2 separate regions of the Mus musculus genome follow, and region 1 is linked to region 2. Evidence: chromatin contacts called from public HiCAR-type data. All regions are on one chromosome and are shown on one strand. Each heading gives the region's core, a stretch centred on a gene start, on an enhancer-like site or on the middle of the called end of the contact. The rest is flanking DNA. Distances are from core to core; before and after follow the strand shown. Region 1 holds the start of Csf1 (colony stimulating factor 1 (macrophage)). Region 2 holds the start of Rhoc (ras homolog family member C).

Region 1 (3,650 bases), core at 485-2,984, 3.0 Mb before region 2:
CCCAGTTAATTTAATTCCTATTATGTGCTATGTCTATCAGTTCGGAGTGAAGTGAAATGGGGTGCTACCCAGAGGAAGCCTCCCAGCTCAGGGTGCAGGTCAAACGTAATCACTACTCTCACTAGTATTCAGTGGTTCTAAACGTAATTACTACTATCACTAGTATTCAGTGATTCTAAACGTAATCACTACTATCACTAGTATTCAGTGGTTCTAAACGTAATCACTACTCTCACTAGTATTCAGTGGTTCTAAACGTAATCACTACTATCACTAGTATTCAGTGGTTCTAAACGTAATCACTACTATCACTAGTATTCAGTGATTCTAAACGTAATCACTACTATCACTAGTATTCAGTGATTCTAAACGTAATAACTACTATCACTAGTATTCAGTGGTTCTAAACGTAATCACTACTATCACTAGTATTCAGTGATTCTAAACGTAATCACTACTATCACTAGTATTCAGTGGTTCTAAACCTTCTCAATGCTGAGACCTTTCAATACAGTTCCTCATGTTGTGGTGGCGCCCCAACCACAAAATTATTCCATTGCTACTTCACAAGTGTAATTTTGCTACTGTTATGAATCATAATGTAAAGCATATGATATGCAGGATATCTGACTTGTGACCCCCCAAAGAGGTTGCCACCCACAAGTTGAGAACCACCAGTTTAAAATAATGTAGAGAATGAATGAATGAATGAATGAATGCCAACTTAACTGGGAGGAATGGGTTGCGTCCAGTGGGAACACAGAAAGAAGGAATTATCCATCAGCCTGAAGCATCCCAGAAGGCTTTGCAAGACAAGGATAAGATGTGATTATAACCTTAAAAGGTGAGACATTCACCTTAAGATGGATGGGGGAAAGGAAGACTTCATGTCCGAGGAAGCAGCCTGAGCAAAGGTTTATGAGGGACGTTGTTGCTCTGAGCTAGGTAGTGCAAGGAAATGGAGGACACGTGACAAAAGTGCCCCTTTGAGACCAGACCACTCATCTGGGCATGACGGGATTGAAACACATTGAATCAGGATAAATGGAAGGAAGAAAAAGATCCTGACGTTGGCAATATAATTAATAGGCTCCTCTTGATAGGTTAATCTAGATCCATTCTCATGTAAAGACAAAATGTGATTGCACAAATGCATTTCCAACAGAGTTGAGGGAAATCTAGAGTCCAGGCACACCAACCTTTCCACATAAGCTGGGTTTGGCAGCCCAGGAGCAGGGGGCCAGCCAGTGCTTTCAGGTTAAGCACCTGAAGTGTCTCCTGGCAGAGTGCAGAAACACCCAGCTAGTTGTCACAGGACCAAGTCCTTCCTCTCCTACCCAGGTAGCTGGATGCTCCCCACTTCTCCCTACAGCCAGGGGAGAGGATAGTATAGTAGTATAGTAGATTCTTTGAACAATGCATAGGAGGGAGCAAGCCAATCTGCAAACCTGCTGCCCTGGGTTCCATGAGGGACTTGAATGGAGCTGCAGCAGAGAGGCGTTGGTCCATCCCCATTCAAGTCCTGTTCAATGTACTCTGTCCGTTTCCTGCTCAGATTTGAGGATTTTCGGGCCTTGAGGGAAAGTCCCTAGGGGCCAGCATTAGACCGAGAACAATCACACGAGATTGACAAGAGTGGCGAGCACAGAAGGAAAGGCAGTGTCTTGTCCAGAGCTCGAGAAGGGCGGGGGAGGGCGGTGGAGCCCGGGTTACTTTGAGGAGGCTGCACAGCCACAGAGCGACGGGGAAGAGAGCTAGCGGGGACGACCAGGCGGCCCGCTTGGGGGAAGGGAGTCGGCGGCTCAGTGGGCCTCTGGGGTGTAGTATGTGTCAGTGCCTGTGAGTGTGTTTGTGTGTGTGTATGTCTGTGTGTGTCTGGCGGAGAGCCAGGGTGATTTCCCATAAACCACATGCCCCGCCAGCCCGCCCGCTTAAAAGGCTGTGCCGAGGGCTGGCCAGCGAAGCTCGGCCAGGGGAAAGTGAAAGTTTGCCTCGGTGCTCTCGGTGTCGCTGCGGCTCTCTGCATCCCAGGACAGCGGCGTGGCCCTCGACCGGGGCGCGGGCTCTTCAGCCACTAGCGAGCAAGGGAGCGAGCGAACCAGGGCGGCCAACACGCCGTGCCGGGACCCAGCTGCCCGTATGACCGCGCGGGGCGCCGCGGGGCGCTGCCCTTCTTCGGTAAGCTGCAACCGTGGCGCGCGGGGCCCGGGCCGGGCTGGGGCAGGAGCTCTGCAGCAAGCAGCAGGCGGCTCTGCGGGGCCACTTGGAGCGGACAGCCCCTTCTCGCCAGCTGCCCAGGCTTCTCGGCCCTGGGTTCTGGCTTCCTTACTGCTTCTAAGCTACGGCTGAGGCCCGCGGTATTTCAATAGCTGCTCCTGGGGCTGCAGCGCTTTGCGAGGTAAAGAGAAGGCTGCTCATCCCATTGCACGGAGGAGAACACTGAGCTACCCACAGGCTGGAGAGAGAGATGGGGGTCTGGGGGGGGGGGGTATCGCAGGGATTGGCACAGGCCCAATGTCTGCCAGAATGGTCAACCAGGTCTCCAGGTTCCGAGTGACACAAGATCCGAGTGTGGCATCATCCCCAGTAGATATCTTTCTTTGGTTGTTGCACATGTTTTAGGCCCCAGTTGGGAGTGGGCCTTCAGGGTAGGGAAAATTCAGGCTCACTCAGCTTTACACCAGGACCTGTGCTGAGCAACCTGTTGGCAGAGAGAGAGAGAGAGAGAGAGAGAGAGAGAGAGAGATGGGCATGCTGCTACTTGTTCAATGGATGTGTAGGAACTATTAGGGACTTGGGTGGCTCTTTGAGGGGAGCTGGACCCGAATCTTTTCTTGAAGAAAATGAGATGGGGCTATTCTAGACTCTGCGGCTGACTGAGGAAAGAAAGTGCAAGGAGAGTTCAGAGCTGCAGCTGATAATGGGCTGCTCAGAAGCTGTCTCCAGTAATGGCAGCAGATGATAGCATGGCTCTTACAGAGTGAAGGATGGTACTTTCAATCCACAGCAAGTGGGTTTGCTTCAGAAGAGAATGAGAGGGAAAACCTGGAGGGTAGGAACCGAACTTGTGATGGGCAGCGCGTTGCAGGTGTCTGGGAGGAGAGAAAAGTAGAACAGCAGAGAGAGGGGCTCAGTGAGAGGCAGAAGGTGGGGTTAGGAGGAGGGGAAGGGAGGAAGTTATCCCACATGCAACAAGCATAAAGAGAGAAGAGGGAAGAAAAGAAAGACTACAAGGAGACATAAGAGGAAAGAGAGGAGGCCGAGGTTCAGCCAGGCAGTCAGGCCGGGTCTCTGTCTGCAGACTGTACTGATTGGAAAATGGAACATGATGTCTTGAAGTGCTCAGAGACTGCCGCAGTTTCCAGGCTGCTCTCATAGTCAGAGGCTGAGGCAGTGGGTGGGAGGAAGAAGCAAGCCAGGAAGAGCCTGTCCAGCCAGATGCAGGCTAGAGTATTAACCCTTGGGTGTCCATCTGTATCCCTGTCTATGGCAGCATTGGGGTTACAGAGCCAGATCCAGGAGTGGCTGGTCATCTTTGAAGCCAGCAGCTGTGCATTATTTCTGTGCATGCTTGAAATGCCACCAAAAGCCAGGTAGCCCTGAAGTAATGTCTTTATCTTGCTATCTCCAAACATCAATGGCTTGAAATT
Region 2 (3,418 bases), core at 547-3,046:
CTGTGGGGGAGGGAACCAGAGCCTGGGCTGGGAGGAGCCTCCAAAGAAAGGACTAGTGAGGATCAGTCTAAGCTTTTGACCAGGCAGGGAGCAGTTAAGAAGGGCACAGTAACCTGAGCTCAGCCCCAAACTTGGCTTTGCCTTTCAGTCCCACATCCTGTCTGGCTCTGCTCAACTCTTAGCTCCCTACAAACCACCTCAAACCCTGGCCTGTGCCTGCCTTTTAGGAAGCAGAGTACTCCAGCCCCAGGCTGATTCTTTTCAGCATCAGGCGCCTGGGTGGTTCCTCCCTCCCCTACACCTACACACACACACACACACACACACACACACAAAACTGGGATGTGAGGAAAGAGGACATGAGTCACAGAGAATTTATAGGAGTTGCGTATGCACAGCCACACTTACCACCCCCCATCTCAAGGGGCTTTCCCTGGTACCCCCGAAAGACTGGGAAGAAGGCATTCGCTATGCTGCATATCTCCTTCAAAAATGAGGTCTGAGAGGTATATCCAGGTAACCCACAGGATTTCCTCCAACTTCCCCACCTACTCCCATTAATTCAACCAGTCTAGCTGTACACAGGCTGGCGGGGACAGCCCCAAGCCAGGGTGGGCAGTGTGGATGGAGCGTGATCCCTAGGACACTTAAACACTAGTCACATCCCCATGCGTGAGCCCCGGCTGTCCCACAGCAGCAAGGCGGCTGAGCATCTGATGGTGGGAGGCAGAGGCCGGAACTTCGTGGCTGTGTTAGAGCCTCCAGCTCCGAAGACTTTGCATCTAGGCTCTGCTTAGGCCAGAATAATTGGGGACTCAGGCCAAGCCGGGACATTAGGCCGAAGGCCAACATGGCATGGATGGCCTGGCTAACACTCCCTGTGAAAGGCGGCTCCAGCGGAACTGCCCCACTAACCCTAAGAGAGACAACGAAAACTTCACCCAGGGCCGGGAGAGGGGTCTGGAACTTCTGGGACCTTCCCTAGGACAAGCCACTAGCCTTCCTTATTCTCTTGATTTCCCAGGTGATCCAACAGGCCTTTGTACTCTGCTCCCCCCGAGATCTAGGCGAGGAATCACTCTTCGGGCAACACCTTTTCCTTAACTTTAAAGCCAGAAGTCAAGGAAGAGCTGGACTCCAGCTTTCAGCCCAATTCCCTAACACTCCCTAACTTCCCAAGAGGGTACGAGGAAGAGTTGGGGATTGGGGTGTTTTGTTCTTCCCCACCCCCCTTCACTCTCAGACACATATACACAACACAGGAGCGGGATCTTTCCTAGTCTTCTCAACCTCTCAGCTCAGATCAGCTCCAAAACCCGTCTAGGGCGGCGTCCAGACCCGCCAAGCAGTAGCAGCCTCCAGTGGTCACATCCCATCCCTATTCCCGCCATTCCCCATCCCAGGCCAGAACTCCCACCCCTAGCCAGCCTGAGGCCCTGTTTCTTACTCCCTGCCCGGAACTGGAGCGTCTGGGTTGAGTCGCTCACGGAGATCTAAGTGTGTCCCTGGCCCAGCTAGGGAGGTCCAGAAAGGAAAGACTCAGAAAGGGAAGGACTCTGGGCTCTGGTTCGAGAGCTTGGAAGGCTAGAGCGCCTGGCCCACAGCTTGGGGCGCTCTCTCTTGCCTGGCCCGGAACACCCCCCGCCCCCCAAGCCGCTCCCGGAGCGATCCGGGAATCGGGAAAGTGCTCTCCTCCGAGGTCAGTTCCCACGACGCCTCGCCACCCACCAGCTGGGGCCCCGGTACCTTGGGCTCCACCGCCTCCAGCTGCGCGGCCAGTGCCGGAGGCTGAGACTGACCCGGGCCCCGCCCCACTCTCCAGCACCGCTCTGGGGCGGGTCCATCAAGGGAAGGGGGGGGGGGTCGACGGGGGCGGCCCTTAGCTTGGCCCGCCTCCGCTCCCGGCCCCGGGCGGCCGCAGGTCACCCCGGCTGAGGACCCGGCAAGGGGCGTAGGGCTGGCTGGAGCTGGAGGAACTGTGCCCGGAGATGTCTGGATTGCTGGGTGGTGAGCGGGCGGGTGGGACCCCGGATAACTCGGCCTCTGCCCCACTTCCAACCCGTGGGGGGCGGACCAGCTTCGGGAAAGTTGAGCGGCTTCCAGGGTGGGGTCAGCGAGGGCCACTGCTGCCCTCGCGTGGCCATCCAGACCTCGAAGCTCCAGTATTTCCTACACCCTACCCGTGACCGAGGGGATGGGTTATACAGAAGCTGCCCACTCTCTTATCCAGGAATCACTGCAGTAAGTGCAACGTGACGCTATCCAGAGCCCTGGAGACCTTTTGTGATCTGCAGTCCCCAGCCACCATCGCCTTAAAAGTCCCTTCCTTCCTTCGCTGGGAATTTCCCGACGTCCTGTTAAGAGCACACTCCTGGAAGTGCTGCCGTGTCCTCAGCTGGAAACTGACCTCACACTCCTATTGTATTGTTGTGCTGTTGATCCCAATCTGAGGTGTTACTTACCTGATCCTGTATCTCCTTCCTTATAAAGAGCCAAAGAAATGGGTGTATAAGGAAATCTACCAATGCTTTATTTACTAGTGCTGGATACTTTAAACACACAGGTCTCTAACTCTGGAATAAGTTCACCCATACCCGTTCCCTTTTGCCTGTAAAGAAAATGAAGCCCAGAGAAGTGGTTTCTCACTATTTGTGACAGCAGGAATTTCCAGTGAGGTGAGCCACGATGACACACAAGAAGCAAAGGCAGATGGATCTCTATGAGTTAATTCCAGGCCATCCTGGGCTACAAAAACTAAATCAGTCAAATTTACAAGCAGGCCTGTGAGGCACCCAGGCAGGTGCTGGCTGCCTGCTGCCTGCCATGCTCCCCCTCCTACCTGCCCTCTGTACCATTCAACCAAACTCTGCTCGTCATAGGTTTCAACAAGTATTTCCCAGAATAAATGTATGTCATATGGAGTCTACTGCAGGTGCAGCTGGCCGGGTGGTTCATGCCTGTCATCTCAGCACTCCCGAGGGGGCAGAGTTACCACAAATTCCAGGCCAACATAGGCTGTGGAGTGAAGCTGTCTCAAATCCAGGCAGACAACATACGTAGACACTCACTCAGGATTGGAAGCATGGACCATACATTTGATAAATCATATAACTGAGGTGAAGGGTGTTTTGTCCACCAGGCCTCTGAATTCATTCAGTAAACATTGGTTGAATGTGAACTGAAAACTATGTACTAACCATGAAACTCTGCCTTCAGATAACGTATAGTCTAGCCCAGCAGTGGTGGTGCATGCCTTTAATCCCAGCTCTTGAGAGACCAAAGCAGGAGGATCTCTATGAGTTTGAGGCCACCCTAGTGTCCCAAAACTACTTAGCTAATTCTAGGACAGCCAAGGCTACACAAAGAAACCCTATCTTGAACAAAACATAGATAAAAATAAGCAAACAAACTTACAGTC

Evidence for each region. HiCAR-type assays count read pairs that join an accessible place to other places.
Region 1: a HiCAR-type map of astrocytes shows a contact between it and region 2, with 4 times the contacts expected there. The contact joins the promoter of Csf1 here to the promoter of Rhoc in region 2.

Annotation. Positions count from the first base shown.
Region 1 is chr3:107,758,553-107,762,202 of GRCm38.p6, reverse strand. Csf1 (colony stimulating factor 1 (macrophage)) reads left to right here and starts at 1,734. Exons shown (of 9, transcript NM_007778.4): 1 at 1,734-2,178. The coding sequence starts at 2,140. All of the region lies in intron 1 of Gm40121 (a long non-coding RNA gene), which reads right to left.
Region 2 is chr3:104,787,412-104,790,829 of GRCm38.p6, reverse strand. Rhoc (ras homolog family member C) reads right to left here and starts at 1,796. Exons shown (of 5, transcript NM_007484.2): 1 at 1,747-1,796.